2 separate regions of the Xenopus tropicalis genome follow, and region 1 is linked to region 2. The links are chromatin contacts, called in public Hi-C maps. All regions are on one chromosome and are shown on one strand. Each heading gives the region's core, a stretch centred on a gene start, on an enhancer-like site or on the middle of the called end of the contact. The rest is flanking DNA. Distances are from core to core; before and after follow the strand shown.

The links. A called contact is a pair of places that touch in the nucleus more often than the background predicts.
Region 1: a contact with region 2 is called in a Hi-C map of liver, with 2.8 times the contacts expected there. The contact joins the promoter of sesn1 here to the enhancer-like site in region 2. A contact is called at or near these places in 2 of 5 Hi-C or Micro-C datasets (brain and liver).

The regions. Positions count from the first base shown.
Region 1 is chr5:78,106,570-78,111,741 of UCB_Xtro_10.0, reverse strand. sesn1 (sestrin 1) reads right to left here and starts at 2,695. Exons shown (of 10, transcript NM_001129939.1): 1 at 2,479-2,695. The coding sequence starts at 2,556. It overlaps LOC105947405 (a long non-coding RNA gene), which reads left to right and starts at 3,482. Exons shown (of 2, transcript XR_001170831.3): 1 at 3,482-3,701; 2 at 4,614-5,166.
Region 2 is chr5:78,055,108-78,060,169 of UCB_Xtro_10.0, reverse strand. No RefSeq gene overlaps it. Among named protein-coding and RNA genes, the nearest start is that of sesn1, 51 kb to the left of the region's middle. Within about 2 kb of position 2,034, at least 1 of the 11 cell types and tissues checked has an H3K27ac peak or open chromatin away from gene starts, as enhancers often do. A contact at or near this core is called in liver, where this site is marked.

The DNA.
Region 1 (5,172 bases), core at 1,446-3,945, 51 kb before region 2:
TCATTAGACAAGAACATTTTTGTAGAATATACCATACATACAGTACATAACGTCATTTTACGTAACTGCTACATAAAATCTTTACATTTTAATCATAACCCAAAACCCAGATGATTCCTTCCCCCTCCTTGGAATACTTCGCCCTTGTGCTGAGCAGTACAATCGAAAGGCTTGGCACAAGTTCAAAGCCTTCCTACATGGTCATGAAACGGATGTTTTGGTGAAAGTATAGGCAGCACTTTCCTCATACAGACTTGTCCATACATGTTCTGCCAACCAAAAAGTCCCAGAGACAAAAGCCATCACAGGGTGGCTACTATACTGACAAACAGCAGATACCCTCAAGCCAAGTAGCTCCAGCAATTTGTATGGTGCTTTAAAGATTGTATATTATTGGGTGTTTGTTTGGCAGTTAGAAGGTACAAAGACGTCATTGCTGGTATAGCAAAATTCAACCACAAAATCTAATATAATAATATAAATAATATATAGGGATGCACCGAATCCAGGATTCGGTTCAGGATTCAGATTCACCCAAATCCATGCTCTTGGCTGAACCGAATCTGAATCCTAAGAATCATATGACTTTTTGGCATTTTAACACGCAGTGCATGGCAAGATGTAACCCTTCAAAAACCTAATTAACATATGCTAATTAGGGTTTGGACTCGGTATTCGGCCAAATCCTTTACAAAAGGTTTGGGGGTTCGGTCAAACCCAAAAAAGTGGATTTGGCGCTTCCTACTTATATACAAGGATTGTATGCAGCAATTCCTGTGCAAAGTAACATAACAATAAATAATAAGCTTTTCATTGTTTGCCCTTGTTATAAATATCTATTCTTTTAAAGAGAGATGTAAGATGCAACACGGGTCTATATATACTGTGGCACACAACCATTCTGATTGCCACCACTTCCAATCAAAACGCCAGGGGTCGCTAAGAGCCAATATCATTCAACAGCAATGGGGAGGGCTGTAAGTAGCCATACCTGCCCATATGTTTCTAGGCAGTAATCGTGGGTACAGAACTAATCACTACCATGGCTTGTCAGTGGGTCATGACCTGCTGTGATCCACTGGTGTCTGCAAGTAAGAGAAAGCGAAACATCTAGTGGGCCATAACCCTTAGAAAATTACTTCAATCAGCAAAAGCATAAAAGCTATTTATTTGATATATGAAAAAAGGCTGAGTGCAAATCTTAAAAAGGATTGGGAGGGAATCTTTGGGCTTTTCACTGAGCCTGTAAAAAAAACCCAAGAGGAAGGGGTCAGGCAGCAGAATACTGGGGCCAGGAAGGGGAGGGTTGGATGCTAAAACAACAAGGTAACAACTCTCCGTAAGGCCAACAAGGAACAAAGATTAGTGCCCACTGTAATAGATAGCTATGAACTCACTTATAAGTATTGATGTTTATTAGGGTGGTGTAACCCATAAACAACTGCAGTTGCTGAATTATATCTCTTAGGATCTGTTGCGGCATCCATTTCTGTGAGTTGTAGTTCAGTAACAGACTATCTGTAAAACATCACTGCAAGTTTGCTGCTCATTTTAAAGGGACTGCAACCAGGTATCGTTCTTCCCCAGCCCAAAAATCCATTACTGAACACAGCTTTCCAGAACTTTTGCAGGCTGATTATCTCAGGGCTGCAAATTTAATGACAGGGGCAATTTTTGCCATTGCCCTGTGAGATTTAACAGAGAATGGTGTATATATTGTAATACCTTTTACTTCACCCATTAAATAAAGTTATTACACTACAGGCATTAAGACAAATGAGTCAAATTAGTGAGATACAGAAATCACCACTGCACAAAGGAACAGCTGTAGGCATTCAGTATTGACATAATCTAACATGCAGTCAAGTAAATATTCCTTATGGCACCTATATATAAAATGCACTAAGGACTGGCACTCCAGGTGGGCATCTTAACAGCCAGCGATACAGTAGCACAGTAGAGCATCACAGGAAAGAGGAGCAGCTGCAGCAGCGCTATTCTGCTTCCAGATTCCATGGGTAACAGACTTTATCCTCCTAGTGACCAGAATCAGTAACCGCACTGTGATCAATGGGGGACCAGCATAATCCTAGTGCTAACAAACAGCCTGCTGACACCTCATGCCCTCTCAGCATCAGTGCCTTTGTTACAGCATGGTGGCAAAATACATATATTTATATCTAAGGAATACTTTATAACCTGTTCATTTTGAGAAATACCATATTCACATGGATTTATGCGTCGAAACTGTCATATAGTTTAATTCAAAGGAAACATTATGAATTAGTACCACCAGCGACCAAATACCCATGAAAACAGGTAGAATGCCTGCATGCCATCTTCTGCCAACCAATGACTTTAACTAAGCAGAGGGCCCTATAGCCAACTTGTACAGCAGAGCCCTAAGTGGGCAGCAGTCTATTGTCCCTTTAACTTCATTTAGGCAAGGAGGTGAGAGCTGGGGGCTGCATTCCTTACCTTGTTGTTACAGGACTGGCTGCAGCGGCTGCAAATGATCTCTGGAGGTGAGAGAGCTGCCCGGGGAGATAACCTCATCGTCCTCACGTCCTGTCAGTGTGCAGACAAAGCTCTGTTCGGCAAATGGATGGGCAAAGCTGTTAGTCCACGGGCTGCTTTATTAACACAAAAACCTCACTTGCCCTTTCTTACAGGCTTCGCTTTGGGAGCTGACGGGGGCTTATAGAATGATGTTATGCTGATATTTCAGAACACAATGTCACTGTTGTTACCCGTCCCCCAGCGTTCCGCTGCCTACTGCTCCCCAGCACACTGGCACCGAGTTCAGCTCTTTACACAGACTAATAAACAACAGCCAGAAGGGAGGCGGGGCATACTCGGCTAACACCCCCCCTTTCAGGATAAACCAATGAGATGGAGCATACAGAAACTGCATGGCTTCAGCTGCCAATCCAGTCCCGAACATAAAAAAAAAAAATCAGATTGAAGAGTGGGCGGGGGATCAGTGCCATCCTGACGTAATGGGGGTGTGTGCTCCAGCTTGTGGAAAACAAGAGTCTCTGAAAAACACCAGGCTTTGCAAACATTTTCATTTTTTAACCAGTTAGGTACCGCAAGCAGGTTTGGGGGAAATAAGTACAATGAAACACTTCACAGAGCTTTCCAGAGAGCCCAGGAACAAGGGAGTGACATTCTCCCTTTTTATTTGTTCATTTTATAGCAATGCGTTAAAGTGTTCTAAAAATGCTTGTTGAAGCATATGTATAAAGAAGGGATTTGTGTCTCTGGGCAATTATACATATATCACGGTGCATGCTTGTGTGTAGCAAATATGTGTCCTTAGGTCAGAAGGAAGCTGGGGGCTAAACAGGTTTTTACAATAGAAGGGTGAGCAGTGGAGGAAAGGAGAGGGGAGAGGGGAGAGGGGAGAGGGAAGAGGAGAGGGGAGAGGGGAGAGGGGAGGGGGCAGGGGAGGGGAGTTAGGCAGAGCAAGGTATGTAATGGGATGTATGTTTGTTAAGGATACATTCTTACTTGTTTCTTGTTGAGGATTGGTGTCCATGGAGAATTTGGCAGAGTCTGGATCAGCAGCAGGCATCGTTCAGCAGAAGCAGAAGCATCAGAGTATGCAGGGGTTGCAGGTCAAGAGATGGGTTTGCTGAAGGAACACATGAAGATCAGATGAATTGGTAGGAGAGGGATGAGATGGGGACAGCTGAGAGGTATGGCCTTGGATGCAGCACGCAGAAATACTATACATCTGATGGTTGTACATGCGGGGGGGAATGACCTTACTGCATATAAAACCCCAGCCCTTATTGAGGCCATGAGGGATGACCTAACGGATATATTAAGGGACGAGAGAGTCCAGTGTATAGCATGGTCAGATGTGATACAAAGGCGCAGTTGGAGAGGCGCCATTTCCCACAAGGGCATGAGAAGTCCAGGAGAAAGGTTAATAGAGCCATGCGGAAATTCATGTGTTCACACACAGCTGTTTAGGGAAGATGGAGTTCATTTGTCCAGGGAAGGTTTGGATTTGTTCATTGGGAATATCAGGGCTTTTATTGATGAATGGTGGAGGTCACGGGCCAGGTAGTGGGGCCATTGGAAAAGGACAGGTGTCACCCCTCCCCTTTTTTCCATTGGTTGGCGGCAGTGCGGAGTATGAGTTGGTTGAAGTGCAGGCCTACTTTAGTGAGTCAGTGTACATCAGACTTTGACTGCACGGTCTTCTCTGATGCATGCAAGAGACTGGTTAGCGCCATTTATGCACAACGAGGGAGCAGGGGGATGGGCTTAAGAAAGCGATCACTGAGTGCGCGCGGCCCTATGATCCCTGCTCTAATTGTTTCATGGTAAATTTTTTGGGCATTGCGCCCACATTGGGTAGGGGGATGGGCTTAAGAAAGCAATCACTGAGTGAGCGCAGCCCTATGATCCCTGCTCTAATTGTTTCATGGTAAATTTTTTTGGGCATTGCGCCCACATTGGGTAGGGGGATGGGCTTAAGAAAGCAATCACTGAGTGCGCGCGGCCCTATAATCCCTGCTCTAATTGTTTCATGTAATGGGATGTATGTTTGTTAAGGATACATTTTTACTTGTCTCTTGTTTCCCACCCTCCCTCCCTAGGTAAGCTGATCCAGTTGTGAAGACGGTGCTCCAGGGTCATTGCGACTGATCGCCAAGAAGGGGTCACGAAGGAATTTTTCTCGTAGCGCTAATTGGCCGAAAAGTGCTAGTTTTCGCCTTCCTCTGGAGTACCATTATCTGTGGTGGTCAAAGGCACTGAGTGATTCAGCTGCGGCTCGGCAGTGCCGCTCTGAGGGCATGAGTTGGTTGAAGTGCAGGCCTACCTTTAGTGAGTCACTAGTGTACATCAGACTTTGACTGCACGGTCTTCTCTGATGCATGCAAGAGACTGGTTAGCGACATTTATGCACAACGAGGGAGCAGGGGGATGGGCTTAAAAAAGAGATCACTGAGTGCGCGCGGCCCTATGATCCCTGCTCAAATTTTTTCATGGTAAAATTTTTTTGGGCATTGCGCCCACATTGGTTTTTTGGAGACACAATAGTTTTTGTGTTTGGAAAATAAGAGCCGCAGCTGGGGTCAGGGTGTACCTATATATTGTTTTTATGGTTTCAATTAATAAAAGCCTGTGACCTCCACAGAATTTGCCACATTATGT
Region 2 (5,062 bases), core at 785-3,284:
ATTGTTTTAGCCCCCTGATGGAGAAACACTCCTCCATTGTTGTTGTTGCTGTAATGTATTTGGCTGCCCAGCAAAATTCTGCAATTGCTTAGACAGCAGAAATGGTAACTACTGTGACATATAAACAAGGCTTTCTCAAGCTTAACCATCAGACAGACTACTAAAAGTGTCCTATTGTGCATTCACCATGAGCAATGAAACTTATATCTAATCGCTTGCTCTGTTAAAGAAGTAAAAATTGCAGTGGACAGTGCTTACTATTATACTGTGGAGACAAAAGATACCCATTTATGACATTTTCACCCGAGTTGTTCCAAGTTTTTATTTTTATTTAATATTTAATTTATTTTATATAAAAAAATTTTTTGCACAAGACAATATGTATTTGTCCTTACCTGGGGTGAGCTGAGGACCCCTGCCCTATAGCAAAATCTAAGACAAGCTTACCATACCAATACTTTAGTTTTAATTTTGCCTAGCCAAATTCATAGAGTACAAATTTACGTATGCCATCTGAAGTAACTTCCCCAGGAGAACACAGTGTGGCTTCTACAATTCTATATCGTCATGGTACAATGCACACTGACCCCCATCACTGTAATGTGTTTACAAACTGCATCAGGCCTGGATTGGGCATCAAAATAGGCCCAAACATTTCAAGTACAGAAGCCCCAAAAAGCTCCCTGTCAGCCCAATAATTAGTGACTGACTATAACGTCTTACAGCAGCCCCTCTGGCATTTGCCAGAACCCACAGATTTCTAGTCCGGGCCAGAACTGCATGTATGAATGTATCTTTTTTCATCAGACATTTGCTTGCAAACTGCAGAACAATAAATGCAACCTGTTATTTGGCTGCTATAAGTAGAATTTTTCAACTGGTAATACATTACTTTGATGCAGCCAATTGCAATATCACCTGTAGTATTATTAACAGAATGCTTGTGGATTACTCTACTGGCACTTCAGGTGACAGCACCTGAGGCAGCCCCCCCACCCCCATTGCACCTCCCCAATGGAACAATTTTTCTCCGCTCAGCCTCCACACGCATCCACAAACACCCACATGAGTTTCTCCATAACCAGCTATGATTTAGTCACCAAAGGTAATCAGGGAGATTTGGTTGCGGAGGATTTACTTAAGTTGCGGAGCAAGGGAAGTGAAGGAAAGAGAGGTATGTTCCCAGCACCTCCCCCACCACTGTGCCCTAGGCACGTGCCCCCCAGGGCTGGCACTCGTTTCAGCTCTAATGGATTTGATCACAAAGGCAGGTCATACATGTACTGATAAAATGTGTTGAGTAAGTAAAAAGGAGCCACTGCTTCTCTTCTGTCCCCTAGCTGTTCTGATCATTCAGGCTGTGTACCATACTGCGTATAGTTCCTTATGAGCTATCCAGAGCCAGAACATGGGGTAGACAGAATATGCAGCTGCCCAGAGAGCAATCTGGTGGGAGGAAGGAGTGCAAGTTAGAAAAAAGGGTCCATAAGGATAACAGCAGAGAGCAGGTACGCTGCCAGAGCAGGGAAAGGAAGGGGGGTCGGCGATCTGTGGTGACATCTGGGGGAGGGAAAGAGGGTGTTGCAAGTGATTGGAGCTGTGGTGTGGGATGGTAAAGTGCCAGGTTTTGAGCACCAATAGATCTTGTAAATCAATGATCCTTATATTAATGCTAAGTATATGCTGTATAAAGAACAGTCCCTAAAGGAAGTTGATATTGTCTAATGGCAGCAGTCTTAGGAACAACACATTATGTACTTCACAGAACAATTAACTGATCAATAACAGGAGCTACTGAGAATGTGACTTGCTGCAGCCAACAATATTGCAAAATTGGGAATTCTGCTTCACCAACATCCACCACCCTCACCCCCTACCCCACCCCAGGTTTCTTGACCCAAGTTCGGATTACTTCAGCACTCTTTGCCAACATGCTTTGCTGAGCCAGAAGAAAAAAAGATTCAAAGTCTGCCTTGTTCTCTTCTGAATACAGACTGGTAGTCTATGATGTGTGCTGTGCAGTCATGTGATGTTTTGAAGCTGGGGCATGGTAATCTTCTAGGAACTGCTATACAGGACAAGCAAATCTATTTAACAGCAGTGCTTGCTGGCCTCCTTTGATTCTCAGAATACATTTTTGGCCTTAGGCTTGCTCTCCTAGGAGCTGCCAGCCACATAAATTCAAGGATTAAATAGAAAAATTGCTTTTCTAATCAGAGATTTTGGTATTTTTACCTATTATATGCACTCTTTGTTTGTTTTTATACAACTGATATAGCCATAAAATAACCTAAACATATAAACATGTATAATATTTCATTAATGGTTAAGGGCCAAGGGAGGTAATGAGGAATGAAGTCTCTGTCCCACAGAGGAGCTTACAATCAAAAGGGGTGTGTAGCTTACAAAAACAACTAGTTGTAGTAAGTGCTGCCATTCATAGTGGTTAAGAGATTGGTTTATAAGTGCTACGACTGAATCAGTCAAACAGTTTAGGTTTGAAGAGGTTTAGTAAAGGGTTTCTTATAAGGGTAATTCAGAAATAGAATACCAGAGTTAGGGCTCTGGCACACGGGGAGATTAGTCGCCCGCGGCAAAACTCCCTGTTCGCGGGCGTCTGCCATCCCGCCGGCGACTTACATGTTCGCCGGTGGGATGGCAGGGGTAGGCAACTCGGGGAGATTAGTCGCCCGCGAACAGGGAGTTTTGCCGCGGGCGACTAATCTCCCTTTGTGCCAGAGCCCTTAAAAAGCAGCAATAGTGATAGCAGTAAAATTGGGTGGTAAGAAATGGTAGTGGCTCTGGGAGAAAAGAGATTTTATCAACAGCAACAAGAAATTATCAGTTATATTTGTACATTTTGGAATTTGCCCCTTGCAAATGTGGTTGTAGTGGCAGATAATTTAATTTTTTTTAATCTAATTTCCTTTTTGGAGTGAGGTTTCCTTTCCTTTTCTGAGATAAACAGGAGACAACTTCATATGGTGTTTTTCACCTTCCTCTGAATCTAAAGAATCTAATCTCTGAAACTAAATAGGATGCAGGTTCAATCTAATGGTCCAACTTGAAGGTCAATGGTTATGTGAATTTTAACCTTAATTACTATGTATGGAGATACAAGTAAGGGCTCTGGCACACGGGGAGATTAGTCGCCCGTGGCAAAACTCCCTGTTCGCGGGCGACTAATCTCCCCAAGTTGCCTACCCCTGCCATCCCACCGGCGAACATGTAAATCGCCGGTGGGATGGCAGACGCGGCAGCGCGATTTCCCGAAATCGCCGAAAAAGACTCGCGAGGCTTTTTCGTCGATTTCGGGAAATCGCGCTGCCACGTGTGCCATCACGCTGGCAACTTACATGTTCGTCGGCGGGATGGCGGGTCATGGCAACTTGGGGAGATTAGTCGCCCGCGAACAGGGAGTTTTGTCGCGGGCGACTAATCTCCCCCGTGTGCCAGAGCCCTAAGAGAGGTAGAGAGGATCTGAGCAGCTAGTCAAGTCAAGAGAATGATTTTGTAAGTTATTCTTTACTTTAAGGGATTCTGTCATGATTTTTATGGTGTAATCTTTATTTCTAAATTACACTGTTTACATAGCAAATAATTCACTCTACCATTTAAAATGTTTTTCCTGAACCAACAAATGTACTTTTTAGCTGTAATATTGGTGTGTATGCACCATCTCAGTGCATTGTGCCTGAGTCTGAGCTTTCAGAAGGAGCCAGCGCTACACATTAGAACTGCTTTCAGTTAACCTATTGTTTCTCCTACTTGCATATAACTGGAGGAGTTCCAAGCCGGAGTCAGATTTTTAAAAATAATTATGTATATGATGCACAAGTTTCTATGAGTCATGTGATAGATACGCTTCTAAAAATCCCACAGGAATAAATAGAAAGTGGATGAATTTTTCTGTGGTAAACTCGAATATCACATGTTGATAAATCTGCCTCTTTAAGGTGAGTACCTCCCATATGTGCAGGCAAAATAAATAAATGAGGGTTGTGCTTAAAATGAGGATAATAGGAGAGGGTATGTTTAATGACTGACTGTGCCCTGTGTAACAAGGGGTATAAGAATTTAATTGGGAATGGATGATTAAAGGTTATCATGATCATTAATTTATTTTTCTTAATTTATGTCTGAAAATCGTGTTATTTTTGCTTTAAGTTGTATAGCTGTACAATACAAAAAATATGTTAAATTTGATTTTGTAGCTGTTCTGATTACATTTGCCAGCTAAGATAAACCCTTGTATGTATTTTGAAAAACAAAATAAACAAAAATGATAGCATATAAACCTGCATGCAACATCATTCAACCCAATTATTAATTGCTTGTTTTCTTTGAAGAGCAGTTACTAAGTCTGCTAGAATATCAACAGTGACATATTAGTTTGTCCCTTCTCTGCTTGTATGTTACAGCAGTTTATTAAGCATATAAGTTGCAACACTATGATGCAATCCATATAACTTTCTAATTTAGCATTAAATGGAATGTGTAACATGTGGCCAAAGAAATATATCTGCTATTTTGGTAGATATAGAAAAACATGAAAAAAAACAGGATCCAAAAAATCCCATTTCAGTGAATTTGTTTCCCACAGATTTTGGGCTTTGGCAGAAAGCATTTGGTCCACACACACACTCCTTTCCCTAAAGAAAATGTACTTCAGAGACCTGCCTGTTTTAACAAGAGACTTGTATGTGCTACGTTGCTTTGCAACCATCTACACCAGTGCCAGGGCCAGAACTAGGGGCAGACAGAAGCTACCTAGGGTGCAATGCTGGGGGAGTGCTGGCAGGTACCTCTCCTGCCTACCCCTGGTCCGTGCTTCCTCTCCCTGCCACTTATCATTGCACGACATTCCCCTTCTTGCACATGCAGGAAGGGGGACGCACAGCGCCGAATTTCTACTGAGGGCGCCCTCAATGCTTGAAGTTTGTGCCGCCCTAGGCCCGGGCCTTTTTGGCCGCGCCACAAATCCGTACCTGGGGATGCAAGGGCGAAGAGAGCTTGGCCCGCCCCTGACCAGTGCTGTCCAACTGGTGGGCCTCCCCCTTGT